Regions from separate parts of the Sus scrofa genome. Here all the other regions are linked to region 1. Evidence: chromatin contacts called from public Hi-C and HiChIP or PLAC-seq data. All regions are on one chromosome and are shown on one strand. Each heading gives the region's core, a stretch centred on a gene start, on an enhancer-like site or on the middle of the called end of the contact. The rest is flanking DNA. Distances are from core to core; before and after follow the strand shown.

What was found. A called contact is a pair of places that touch in the nucleus more often than the background predicts. HiChIP or PLAC-seq counts read pairs in DNA pulled down with a chosen protein or histone mark.
Region 2: a contact with region 1 is called in an H3K27ac HiChIP or PLAC-seq map of alveolar macrophages. The contact joins the promoter of WBP1L here to the promoter of ACTR1A in region 1. A contact is called at or near these places in 2 of 47 Hi-C or Micro-C datasets (embryonic fibroblasts and liver) and 1 of 2 datasets of contacts at active chromatin or transcription factors (alveolar macrophages).
Region 3: a Hi-C map of embryonic fibroblasts shows a contact between it and region 1, with 3 times the contacts expected there. The contact joins the promoter of SFXN2 here to the promoter of ACTR1A in region 1. A contact is called at or near these places in 1 of 5 promoter capture datasets (fetal skeletal muscle) and 2 of 47 Hi-C or Micro-C datasets (embryonic fibroblasts and heart right ventricle).

What each region holds. Positions count from the first base shown.
Region 1 is chr14:113,496,613-113,501,006 of Sscrofa11.1, forward strand. ACTR1A (alpha-centractin) reads right to left here and starts at 2,182. Exons shown (of 11, transcript XM_001928877.5): 1 at 2,002-2,182. The coding sequence starts at 2,049. SUFU (suppressor of fused homolog) reads left to right here and starts at 3,389. Exons shown (of 14, transcript XM_021072750.1): 1 at 3,389-4,290; 2 at 4,293-4,394. The coding sequence starts at 4,230.
Region 2 is chr14:113,735,847-113,740,240 of Sscrofa11.1, forward strand. WBP1L (WW domain binding protein 1-like) reads left to right here and starts at 1,912. Exons shown (of 4, transcript XM_001929157.7): 1 at 1,912-2,105. The coding sequence starts at 2,016.
Region 3 is chr14:113,705,524-113,709,917 of Sscrofa11.1, forward strand. SFXN2 (sideroflexin-2) reads left to right here and starts at 2,144. Exons shown (of 12, transcript XR_002338747.1): 1 at 2,144-2,376.

The DNA.
Region 1 (4,394 bases), core at 932-3,431:
TAAATATCAAACAGCAAGAACCACCTGAGGCCCCGAATCTAAATCTGTGACAGAGTTCCAGCTGTGGTGCAGTGGATTAAGAATCCAACTGCGGAGTTCCCGTTCTTCTTTTCCTTTGTAGTGTATTTGTAATGCATCAAAGCAATAGCGAATTTTCAAGATTTTAGGAATAGACTTATTTCTCTGGGAAACCAATAAATCAATTATACCAACAAATCGATCAATTCATAGTCTGGTGAAGGAAACAAACAAAAATCCTCCCTAAAATGAGGTCTCTCACTGAGCTCAACCTCCTTCCTAAAGAGAAGGAAAGCTAACTAACCAAAAAGCATCTTTCATTGGAAAAAATGAGGAATTTAGAACCCAGTCTTAATCTGAGTCTTGGCACCTCAACTCATAACCCAGCTGGTTTGAATACTGTTTGTTATTTAACCTCCCCAAGCCTCATTTTTCTTCATATTTCAATTGGGACTAGTAAGCCCTAACTACCTATCAGAGTTGAAGCCTAAAGAAGATTCAGGAGTTCCTGTCTAGGGAAAACGAATCTGAATAGCATCCATGAGGATGCAGGTTGGATCCCTGGCCTGGCTCAGTGGGTTAAGGATCCGGCTTGCGTGAGCTGTGGTGTAGGTCGCAGATGCAGCTCTGATCCCAGCATTGTCATGGCTGTGGTGTAGGCCAGCAGCTACAGCTCCTATTCAGCCACTAGCCTAGGAACCTCCATCTGCCGCAGGTCGGCCCTAAAAAGACACACACACAAAAGATGATGCAAGTTAAAGGACCTTGCAACGTGCCAAAGATCCCAAGGGCTGAATCAGCAGAGTGAATGTGACAGTCAGCTTAGGACAAAGGAAACTGGCAATTGTGCCTCAATGGAGGGACTTAGAAGAGGAACAGAAAGGTATCAACCCAACCTTTCCGTGGAAAGACAGAAATTCAGTTTTATACAACTGCTTCTCTCCGCCAAAAATAAGAGCAGTATTTAGATTCTTTCCATTTGTCACTATTGATGCACCTGCATGGGTACTAGCAAGAAGAATAGCGGATAAAGCACTGGATTTAGGGCACCACTACTGTGCGACCTTGGGCTCACTTCACCTCTTCGCGCTTCAGTTTTCTCATTCGTAAAACGAGGATCAAACGTCCTGCTTTAACTATCCACCTCAAATTGGTGAGGATCCAATTTGAATGCATGTGAAACCCCTGTGTAAGCGCTACAGCGCCTGGCAAATACGTTTAGTTATTTTTTTTTCCACAGCAACTAGGCGTTTCGAAGAGAAAGGTAACCCCCTACTTGCTTTGTCACTCCCCTTTCTTCTCAACATTTATTAACGTTGTAATTTAAAATCACAGAAATAACTGAAATCCTAAGGCCATTTCTGGCACCACACATTCGAGCCCCACCCAAACATACCGCCAAGCCGCGGGCCCGTCTGGGGACCGAAGGAAGCTTAGCCCTTCTCCACTCCCGGGCGGGCCCTAGCGGGTCAGGCCCCACCACTCCGAGGCCCCGAAACCAATCCCCACGGCCCTCGAGCGCCGCCCCGCCCCTTAAAGGGGGGAAATACTATGGCGGCCGGGAAGAAAGGCAGGAGAGCGAGCCAATCACTGCAGAGGGCTGCCCTCATCCGGCAAGGCCCAGAGGCGGGGTCATTGGCCAAGATGGACAGCCAGAACAGCCTATAGAGTTATCGGAAGCTGGGACGGGGCGGACGCCGGGCTCTCACAGAGAGGTTAAGGCCCCTCTAGCCAGGGGCCCAAGGACCCGGCTCGGACTATAACCCTTCCCTTTATCCATCCCAGGGTTCTCCATCCCATGCTTGATGGCCGGCTGGCCCGCCCTGCCTGTGGATTACGGGTCGGGGGAGGAAGGAGGCGGCGGCGGCTGAACCCGCCTGACAGGCCGGGCCAGTGACAAAGAACCGGCGGCCCAGGCTGAAACCCGGGAAGCGATCCCTTCGAGGAGGAGAGCATAAGTCCCTCTAGGGGGATGCAACTCACGTTGTCGATCACGACAGGCTGGTTGGCGATCACATCGTAGGACTCCATGGCAGAGGAATCTCTCCTTCCGAGGAAGGAACTGCCAGACCGGTCTGCCGCTAACGCCACTGAAACGCATGCGCAGTCTGGCCTCCAGTACCGGACGGCCAGGGAGCGGCCCGACCTCGCTTTCGAAGAACTACAATACCCAGAAGGCTCTGCATTGTATTTAGCTGCTTCGGAGCCCCGCCTAGTGTAAGTGACACGGCATCGCGTTTCCGGCGCACGGTGTGTTGGGCTTTGTAGTCTCTATAGATTAAATAGAAAGGGACGCTGATTGCATTGCCTACCAGAATCTGTAGTCCATTGGGAGGGATTCCCAGTGCCTCCTGAAGTATGTAGTATTTGTCTGTAGTTCGGTTTGGATTGATCAGTAACTTGTGGATGTTTGGCTTTTACAGATCAGTCCTGCCACTCTCCACCACTTCCCCTGGACAACGTAAGGTTGCCATATTTTTATATGGGTCTATAAGACATTAACAAACATATATCATGGAGTTCCCATCGTGGCGCAGTGGTTAACGAATCCGACTAGGAACCATGAGGTTGCGGGTTCGATCCCTGCCCTTGCTCAGTGGGTTAACGATCCAGCGTTGCCGTGAGCTGTGGTGTAGGTCGCAGACGCGGCTCGGATCCCGCGTTGCTGTGGCTCTGGCGTAGGCCGGTGGCTACAGCTCTGATTGGACCCCTAGCCTGGGAACCTCCATATGCCGCGGGAGCGGCCCAAGAAATAGCAACAACAACAACAAAAAAAAAGCCAAAAAAAAAAAAAAAAAAAAAAAAAAAAACAAACATATATCACTATAGCACTCTAATAAAAGTAACTTCTAATACACACAAATACACAGGGAGGAACATATTCAGAGAATAGAGGAAAGTAGTTTAAATTACATAAAATTTGCTTTTGCGGTAAAAGAACATTTTTGTTGATTTTTGCATTTTTTTCCTGGATAGTTGTAATGCAACATGCTAACATTGATCTAAAGACTGGCATTTGGCGCTACTGGTATAGATGATATTTTGGCCATTAAAACGACGTTCATCTTCCAGCTTCAGGAACTGCTCTAGCATATCTTTAATTTTCATAAGGATTCACATTGATGAATGAGAAAATGGAAGCGAAAAGAGGTTCTATTTTTTTCTTCCTTTCTTTTTTTTTTTTTTGGTCTTTTCAGCGCCGCACTCGCGGCATGTGAACGTTCCCAGGCTGGGGGTTGAATTGGAGCTGTAGCTGCCAGCCTATTTCACAGCCACAGCAACCCAGGATCCGAGCCCAGTCTGTGATCTACGCCACAGCTCACGGCAACACCAGATCCTTAACCCACTGACCAAGGTCAGGGATCGAACCCGAGTCCTCATGGATACTAGTCGGGCTCGTTAACCAGTGAGCCACGACGGGAACTCCATCACTGCTTTCTAATTGAGCCCAGTGTCTAGAGTATTTCCTCCCGCCCTTCAAGTTGCAAGGACCCTTTAGTTAATAGTCCTGACCCTTTAGTCAGGATATTTAATCGATCCTAATTTATCTAAGTCCTGTTACTTTCTAGCAGAAATTCAAAATAGATATTTCAACATATGACCCTCGAGTTTGGCGGTGTTGGTGTCAATCTGGTCAATGGACATTCAAAGACGGTAGGAAACATTCAGATTTTTACTGTTAAAACTAATGCTACACGAACGAATGAATCAATCCATTGCCAGATTTGTTTAACAATCCTTCTTAGAGTGACCGCAGAACAATTACAAGCCCTTTACCCACGCACTTCCCAGCGCTTTGGTGCGACCCTAGCACCTCAGAAAGACGCGCCAGCATCTCTATTTAAACCTGAGTTCCTCCTAACACTAGGGGAGGCCAAGAGCTTCGGGACACCCCTTAAACAGGGAGAGGGAGGCGGGACCTATTGTCAAGTCACGCCTTTCCCACCTGTGACTGGCAAAGATACTAGCCAATGGATGTCGGAATAGGGCGCGCCGCCGCCCCGCCCCCCTGAGCGCCCCGCGGCCCCCGAGGCACCCTCTGGCCGTCGCTTGCCTGGGCGGACGGTGCGCCTTGCGCAGGCGCGGAGCTTAGACCTCGCTGCAGCCCCCATCGCCTCCGGGAGTCGCACCCAGGGAGTCCGCCTGCTGGCGCGTCAGCGCTCTCCCCGTCGTCTGCCCTCCCCGGTCCCCCCAGCGCCCTACGCGCCCCGATGGCGGAGTTGCGGCCTAGCGGTGCCCCCGGCCCCGCTGCGCCCCCGGCCCCTGGCCCTACTGCCCTCCGGCCTTCGCCTCTCTCTTCCCCCCGGGACTGCACGCCATCTACGGAGAGTGCCGCCGCCTTTACCCTGACCAGCCGAACCCGCTCCAGGTTACCG
Region 2 (4,394 bases), core at 662-3,161, 240 kb after region 1:
AGGCTAGGACTAAGAACTTGTGCTATGAAAATAATGTGGCCCTTGCCTAGTACTTAATCTTTTCCTCTCTCCAGGAGCTTGATAGTGGAATGGATGAATTTCTAAGAAATTTAAGTTTGTCAAAAATACGTGCAGCACTTGGGAAAGCAGCGGAGTTCCCATCGTGTCGCAGTGGTTAACGAATCCCAACTAGGAACCATGAGGTTGCAGGTTCGATCCCTGGCCTTGCTCAGTGGGTTAAGGATCCAGCATTGCCATGAGCTGTGGTATAGGTTGCAGACTTGGCTCGGATACCGCATTGCTCTGGCTCTGGTGTAGGCCAGAGGCTACAGCTCCGATTCGACCCCTAGCCTGGGAACCTCCATATGGCCCACAAGGATCGGCCCTAGAAAAGGCAAAAAGACAAAAAACAAAAAAACAAAAAACAACAACAACAACAACAAAAAAAAACCCAAAAAAACAACTTGCAGCACTTGGAAAAGCAGGATCAAGATAGAGACAGAACTGATTTCTTCACTCTTACCTGTTTCCCACTTTGCCATCATTTAAACCAAGAACCAACTCCCTCTGGGCTCAGCTATGGGCTAGAATGGGCCAGGCTCTGAAATGCTTTGGCAGGTTTTTTGAGAGGAAATTGGCAGCTACAGGGCAGCTGGCTTCTCTGCTTTGGGTCTTCTTTTGTTCGTTTATTCTCCCAACATTGATTGAGCTCGTGACTGGGCCCTGTACAAGGTGCTGTAGGAGTTTCTTTAAAAAAAAATGTGTAAGATCTGGTGTGCCATACAAAAAGCTACACGTCTAGTGGGAGGGGTCAAGCAGGCAGAAACTACAGATAGATACACTGTGTGCTAAGTGTTATGTGAATTCAGAAGAGAGGAGGGGGTGGGAATGAGGAGTTTGTAAACAGGAAACTGTGTAAAGTGTAAATGAAGTTAAGGGCACTGCATAGCTCAGTACTCTGGGGAGCTCTAAACTGTTACGTGTGAGCAGGATGTGGGAAGTGAAGCGGCAGTGGGTGAGATAAAGAGGTATGCTGGGACCAGGACACACAAAGAAGCATGTTAAAAGTTGGGACTATAAGTCCAGTCCAGGTGGTTGAAGTATTTCGAGAGGGGAAGCCCTGAGATGAGAATTCTTGGTTTTAGGTGGTAGAGCACCCCAGCTTTGGTTGGTGAAAGGGATTCAAGAAAGAATTGGAACTGGGACAGAAGAGACCATTTGTATTTAGCCAGAAAATGAGAACATGGATTGAAGCAATGGGGATGGATTTCAGACCTATTTTTAAGGTAGAATCAATAGAATTTCGTCTCTCTCATTTGTGGTGACAAAGCACTGTCTCAAATAAAGGTACTGCCTTATAGGGAATTCAAATTGACTGAAACCACTGTTTGAGATCACGAGCGGGACCTGGTACTGGGGCTATGCTTAAAGACAAAAGACATCAAAAGCTCTTTAGACTGCAGTTGTCTTTCAGAGCGCTCGGTTACCTTCTAAAATGAACTTATTTTCCAACACCCCTTAGAATTGCTATACCCCTTCCCTTTCTTTGCTGAACTGGGGAAATCTTCCGCCACACTCAAGATGGCGGCACCAAAATGGACTTCTATACATGTTTTGGATTGCCCAGCCCCGTGATTCCAGCTACTTCCGCCACTCTCTGCGGAGCAGCACGCGTTTACGCCTCCTCGCAGCACTCAAGATGGCCCGGCTTCCTCCTACTTTTCATTGGCCAGCTCTCTCCGGTCTTCCGACATCATGAGGGGGCGGGACTTGTATTTGATCGACGGCTGTTTTAACCAATGGAAAAAGGGATAAAACCAATGAAGCGCTGGAACTGGAGAACCATCCCAGCGTCTGGGAGGTGTTTCGGCTGGGCGGGGTGGAGCAGAGCCGGAAGCGGGTGGGGAGAGTGAAACAGGAAAAGAAGGGAAGAAGGAAGAAGAGGGAAGAGGAGGAGAGGGAGGAGGAGGAGGGAGGCGGCGGCGCCGTGGCGGAGGAGCAGGAGCAGGAGGGGGATGGAGAGGAGAAGGCTCCTGGGTGGCATGGCGCTCCTGCTCCTCCAGGCGCTGCCCAGCCCCCTGTCAGCCAGGGCCGAACCCCCGCAGGTAAGGGGGAGGGAGCGTCTGGGCCAGGCTGGAGGTCTGGGGGTCGTCGAGGCCTGGCTGGAGGGGGCTGAAGGGATGTTGTCAAGAGTCGACGGGTCCCAAGAGGGGCACCCATGTCTGGAGTGGACAGGATGTAAGGGGGCGTCGGTGTTTAACTGAGGGACACCTGTGACGGCTTTGGTGTCAGGGAAGTGGCAGAGGCATGGTACCAAGTGAGTGAGGGGTCTTTGAGACGGCAGTTAGGTAAGGTGGGATGGGATGGCTGTGGCCGGATAGTGGTGCCAAGCAGGGGCATGAGGGGCGCGCATTCTTGTCTCACAGTGTCTCCAAGGCAGCGATGCCGCGTTTACGTCTGTGCGGATAGGGGTCCGTGGGTTATTGAGTGGGCCTGAGAGGGAGGGAGGGGCTGAGAGGATATTTATTTCAAGCTGCACCTGGGAAAGGTCTAGGAGCCTCTAGGCCCCATTTTTAATGGTGTTGGAGGCAGGGATCTTGGAAGGCAGGTGAGATGAAGTAGACTGGGGCTCCTCAGGAGCATGGCACACGAGCGGTAACAAGCTCTCACTGTTGGGCGGGCTGGCTGGTCTGGGGGAGCCAGTCACCGATGTCGGTCTGGGCCAGCTCGGCGTTTTGAGCAAAGGGTGGTGCTGATGCCAGTAAGGGCAACAAATGGAGCACCCCAGCTTTTCTTGCTAGGTGGCTTGCCTCTTATCCAGGCAGAGAAGCTTGTGCTGATTTCAGCTGCTGCTGGCATTTCGAAACCTTAATGGGAGCGTTGCTCCTGGTGCCAAGTTGGGTGGGGTGCAGCAGGGGGAATCACCCCTCCTTCCCTTGCATTTGGCAAGGCTTTACCATTCTATTTTCTTCACTTTCTGTTCCCGTCCCTGTCTTTTCAGAAAGGCACACACACAGAGCAAAATGGCAGAGTCTCTACAGCTTAGCATGAACTTTGTGTTGTGATCAAGTAGACGCAGAGTACCAGCAAAAATACACACACTTATCTTTTCCCTAGGAGTTTATGGGCAGTCTTTTCACATATGCATCTTGTCTTGCTCATCCTCTATGTAACAAATTAATTTTTTAAATGACCTGAAGTGTATATAACATAAACCATTTAAAACCACTTAACCATTTTAAAGTGAATACTTCAGTGGCATTTAGTACACTCACAGTGTTGTGCAACCACCGCCTCTATCTAGTTCCAAAACATTTTCATCACTCCAAAAGAAAAGCCTGTACCATTAAACAGTTCCTCCCCATTCCTCCTTCCCCCATACCCTGGCAACCACCAGTCTGCTGTCTCTGTGGATTTATCTGTTCAGGATATTTCATATAAATGGAATCCTACAGTATGTGACCTTTTGTGTCTGGCTTCTTTCTCTTACCATAATGTTCAAGGTTTATCTGTTTTTGTGGCTGAATAATACTCCATTGTGTGGCTACACCACAATTTATTTATTCCTTTATCTATAGAAGTATCCTCTGCTTCTCTCAAAGAATACATTTACGTGTATTAGAAAGAACGCACAAAAGGAATATAGCTCATTTTCTGACCCAATACATTGCTTTTTTCTACAGCTGGGACTCTCCTGTTTTAGGCTTTGTTGGGGTTGTTTTCCCAGTTAAAATCATCAACTGACAGGAGAAATAAATTTGCTTTATCTTCTAGAAAAGTTACAATCTTTAGGACTGGTAAAGCTAAGAAGTATAGATGTTGAAAGAACAAAATAGAGAACTGTTGCTTTTCCTTTGCCCCTGCCTATTTCTGTCGCTGTCGCTAAAGGCTGTTCCCAGTGACCAGCAATTAAATGGTAGAGGGTCGATTTAGGAACCGTGCAGCCTTTGGAGGTGGGAGCCCTGGGTCTGTGGTCTCCATCACCCCAGGAGAGAGGGGTGGTTGGCTTCCAAGGCACTGGTGGGAACCAGGTCCATTTCTTTAGCAGGAGAGGAGGAAGGATGGAAGGGGGAGATTCCTTCCTTGCTCATGGAAGGAAGCCTGGGAGGTGGAGGGAAGGGGTGGGAGGGGATCTTCAGTGTCATGCCCTAATTGCAGTTTGTGGATCACAGGCCATTTTCTTATCATTTCTCTGGCACTCCCACTACTTATTTTTGGGACAGGGTGGCTTTTGTACTTTGTTCCATTTGGATGGATGCTAGCATTGACCAGCAGCTATTATGTGGTTAAAGTTCTTGCAGAGAAGGGAAAGTTTTTGAAATGAGTAGTCTCTTGCCTCCTGACCCTCTTCCCCCAAACCCTCCTTCCCCCCATCTCACAGCCTCTCTTTCTCT
Region 3 (4,394 bases), core at 894-3,393, 210 kb after region 1:
GGTTCAATCCCTGGCCCCAGTCAGTAGGTTAAGGATTCAGTGTTGCCATGAGCTGTGGTGTAGGTGGAAGATGTAGCTTGGACACAGCTGCAGCTCCGATTTGACCCCTAGCCTGGGAACTTCCATATACTGAGGGTGTGGCCCTACTAAAAAAAAAAAGCAAAAAACAAAACCAAACCCCAATTTGTCCTAATTTCATATTGGTCATTGTAGGGAAAAAAAAAAGCAAAAAAACAAAATGGATCTTGATCATTCAATCAACAATAGTATACAACATTCTTGTACACACTATCAATTTGTTGTATACAGTATCAATTTGCACCTGGAAACATGAGCAGTGGTTAATTTATTGTGGCTTGTAATTATAAATTAAACAATCATGAAATTACACAGTCCACTTAATTGATAAACAGGGAAAATTTAGCCAACTCTCGTGTGTTTCTTATTTGTGATGACATCTCTTTCTCTGTTGGTTTGGATTGCCTTATTCATTTCAATTCTAGTTATTTTCTGTGTAAATATTTATGTTTTGTGCTCATCTGTTGAGAAAAACTTAGCCTTTAAATGGACAGCTCATGTATAAACGATTAATAAAAAGCAAACATGTAAAAATCTGTTTAGCCTGAGGTTAATAAAACTGCAATGCAGCAAGTGTTGAAATGTGATTGGCAACTTCAGATCAAATAATCCTACTTATTTACCAATCTGACAATGTAAAAATCAATTGAAAAATTTTTTCCTATCAAAATTTACTCACTGGATAATCCGACCAAAAGCACAAGTATTTTTTCCTTGTGGACATCTAGCTTTTTCTTACTTCATAAATCAATCGGAATTGTTCAACATTTCTAAAAGTCAAAACTGGAGTTGGGACAGGGAGGTAACAAAACGCTCTTTGCAGCTCCTAAGTCAACCATCCTGGTCTAAATGCTTCCAAATCAATTTTTTCTTTGGCTCTAAAACTACTCAATTCTATTTTAACACCCTCCAACTAACTGCAGAGAAAGCAACAAGGAACAGTATCGAAGGTCAAATATGTCATAATTTACAATTTGGGAAAGTTTTAATTTGGTCTGACAGAGAAAAAAAGGCTTGCCCCAAAGTGACGGCTACTCTCCGTTTTTAATCTGCTCCAAACTGAGACTAAGACCTTTGGTTCTGGAGTGGTCATATGCAAAAGAAGGTTGCAACAGGTTCCAAAGGAAATGCTAAGGACCAGGCAGCAAGTTTGCCTCCACCACATGGATTACGTATTGTATAGGAGACTGGTCGTCACCGACTATCAGACCTTGCGGAATCCTCCGCAAATAAATGACTCGGGACTGCAGAAACGCGTCCGTCACGCAGACACCAAGACGGCGAAAATCCACCAGGCATCTTTTCTGAGCGACACCTCTTTGTGTCCTGGGATTTACACCCTTCCCCCTAGAGGCCCGCACATGGCGAGAAGGAGGAGAGCTAGGCTACCATTTCCCAGGGTACCTCCAGCGCGACCTCAAAGACAGTAGAACTGGCCCTTCTCCCCGCTTCTGGCCAGGCACTGGTGAACCCCACTTTCCTGCGGCGCAGCGAGGCCGATTCCCTGGGAAGATCTAAGCCTGTGTCCAGCTGCTGCTCTCCGCAGCTCCTCGGATCCGCCCTCATCCCAATCCTCAGAATGATGATGGAGCCCCTACTCAGTACGGGGATAACCACGCACTCTTCCAGCCCCTTCCCCTAGCTTCGGACCCGTTGCAAGCCCCGCCTTCCTCCCCAGGCCCAGATCTCTCTCCTGGGCCCACAGAGTCGGGGATGCCCGCCACCCCCCGAAACCAATCCATGACCTAAGACAGCAGGCTGAACGCCAGGCTATTCTCTCCTTGACTTTAAGTGCAATGCCGCGCCTCGAGCCTGGGGAAGGGAGGCGGGTGACCTACCGGCTCCGGAGGTACCCTGACCCCCACACTCACCATCCTCCCGCCGAGTCCCTCCTCCTCCTCCTCCTCCACCTCCTGCCTCCCCCGTTACCAGGGGCAACTGCTGCGGCGCCGCCCCCGACGTCCCTCGCACGCACAGCGGAGGAGCTGAGCAGCAGGACTGGGCGGGGTCCAGCTCCCCTTTCCCCGAAGTGCGCAAGCGCGCCAAAGTGCCCGCCTACTGCGCAGGCGGGCTGTTGGAGCGGCCGCTGGCAGCTGCAGGCTGGTGGAGACCCGGGGAACCGTGAAAACTCGCCCACTCAGCTGGCGGGGGCCACCTAGCCTATGATTGGTCCAGGAGAGGGGAGGGGGCGTGGCGAGGGGCGGTTCCCGGGTGGAAGCCAAAAGTGCATCCAGGCCAGGCTGCGAACGCGGGCTGCATCTGGTAGCAGTTGTCTCAGCACATTCCTTCTGGGACCAGGTAAGGGGTCTTGGGAGGAGGCAGCCTGCAGAATCTATCTCCAGTCCCCACATTCCGCGACGTAGCTTGCATTTCTGTCCTAACTCTGCTTAGGCGGGGCTGCAGCGTGGGCCGGGCTTCCACCTGCCCAAGCCACGTGGCACAAGAAGAAGATACCTGTGGACATCTTCCTTATGGCCTCCAGCACCTTCGTGTGCCAGGCTGAGGGGCGAGGGCGTCGTGGGTTGCACACCCGTCTCCACACACCTGTGTTAGAATCCGGGCTGGAGGAACCCTGGTGGTGGGAGGCTGCCTGTTGGAGGGCAAGAAACTGCCTGAGGACTGGCCCTGAGGGCTGGTATGAGGTGACAGCCGGGTGAAAGGCGTTTTAGGATGGATGATTTTGCTGAACTGCGTTGGACGGGTCGGTGCGCCGACTGCAGCCCGGAAGGAGGCAAAAATGGGCAGGCACTTACAGGCAAGAAAGAGTGAGAGGGATTCTGGGTGCTACCTCCCACCCCTTCCAAGGGCAGAGGACAGGAAGAAGAGTTATCACAGTTGTGCCAGGTTCTAGTCCAGACCCTGGAGACACAGCAAAGACAAAACTGTCCTCATGGAAGTTACATCTTTCCTAGTGAAATGCTTTTCATACATGATTTCATTTCATTCTCACAACCCTAGAAATTGGTTATTTTAAGTGCCTTTAAACACTGTTATTGTATTGTCCATGTGGAGGGAGCAGAGTGGTTTATACCTGAGATGTAAGTCCAGAGGTTTTTAAGAGCTGATAAAGTGTGGGCATGGATGATATACCTGGAGGTTTGGAGATGTGTGTGTGTGTGTGCACGCGCGTGCGTGTGTGCCTCTTACCTACCTCACTGGGTTCTTGTGAGGATTATATGAATTGTATATCAGGCACATAGAACATTGCTTGGCCATAGGAAGTGCTATGTGGGTCTTAGATATTAATAGTTTAATCTGGGTTTTGGGCTTTGCTTCTTTTACAACCAACAGGCTTTTCAGTATAGTTAAGATTATTGGAATGAAGGTAGGAGTTCCTGCTGTGGCACAGTGGGTTAAGGATCTGGCATTGCTGCAGCTGTGGCTCATATTTGATCCCTGGCCCGGGAACTTCCATATGCTGGGTGTGGCCATTTTTTAAAGAAAAAAAGGTTATTGGAACCAAGGCAGATTTTTTTCCTGAATGGTCCTGAATGCATATTCAACTAAAGTATTTTTTAAAACATCTACTACCTGCATACCTGTTTCAGATCCTTAAGGAGAAAACTTAGTTCAGAACCTTGACTGAAGTGCAAAATGAATGTTTAACTCAGAGCTTGCACTCTTTCAATCTACCCAACTCTAGTCTGTTGGTTCTTTTGTGAAAGGCAAGGCAGACTTCTCTTTCTTTTTCTTCTTTTCTTTTTTGTGTGTTTTTAGGGCTGCACCTGCAGCATATGGAGGTTCCCAGGCTAAGGGTCAAATTGGAGCTGTAGCTGCTGGCCTACACCACAGCCACAGCAATGAGGGATCCGAGCCACGTTTGTGACCTACGCCACAGCTCACAGCAACACCAGATTCTTTTTTTTTTTTTTTTTTTTTTGTCTTTTTGTCTTTTGTTGTTGTTGTTGCTATTTCTTAGGCCGCTCCTGCGGCATATGGAGGTTCCCAGGCTATGGGTTGAATCGGAGCTGTAGCCACCAGCCTACGCCAGAGCCACAGCAACGCGGGATCCGAGCCGCGTCTGCAATCTACACCACAGCTCACGGCAACGCCGGATCGTTAACCCACTGAACAAGGGCAGGGACCGAACCCGCAACCTCATGGTTCCTAGTCGGATTCGTTAACCACTGCGCCACGACGGGAACTCCAACACCAGATTCTTAACCCAATGAGCGAGGCCAGGGATCGAACCTGCGTCCTCATGGGTACTAGTCAGATTTGTTTCCGCTGAGCCACGACGGGAACTCCAGACTGTTCTTTCTAAATTGCCTGGTGTCTGACAGCATGGTTGCCTCAGTATCACATGATTGTACATA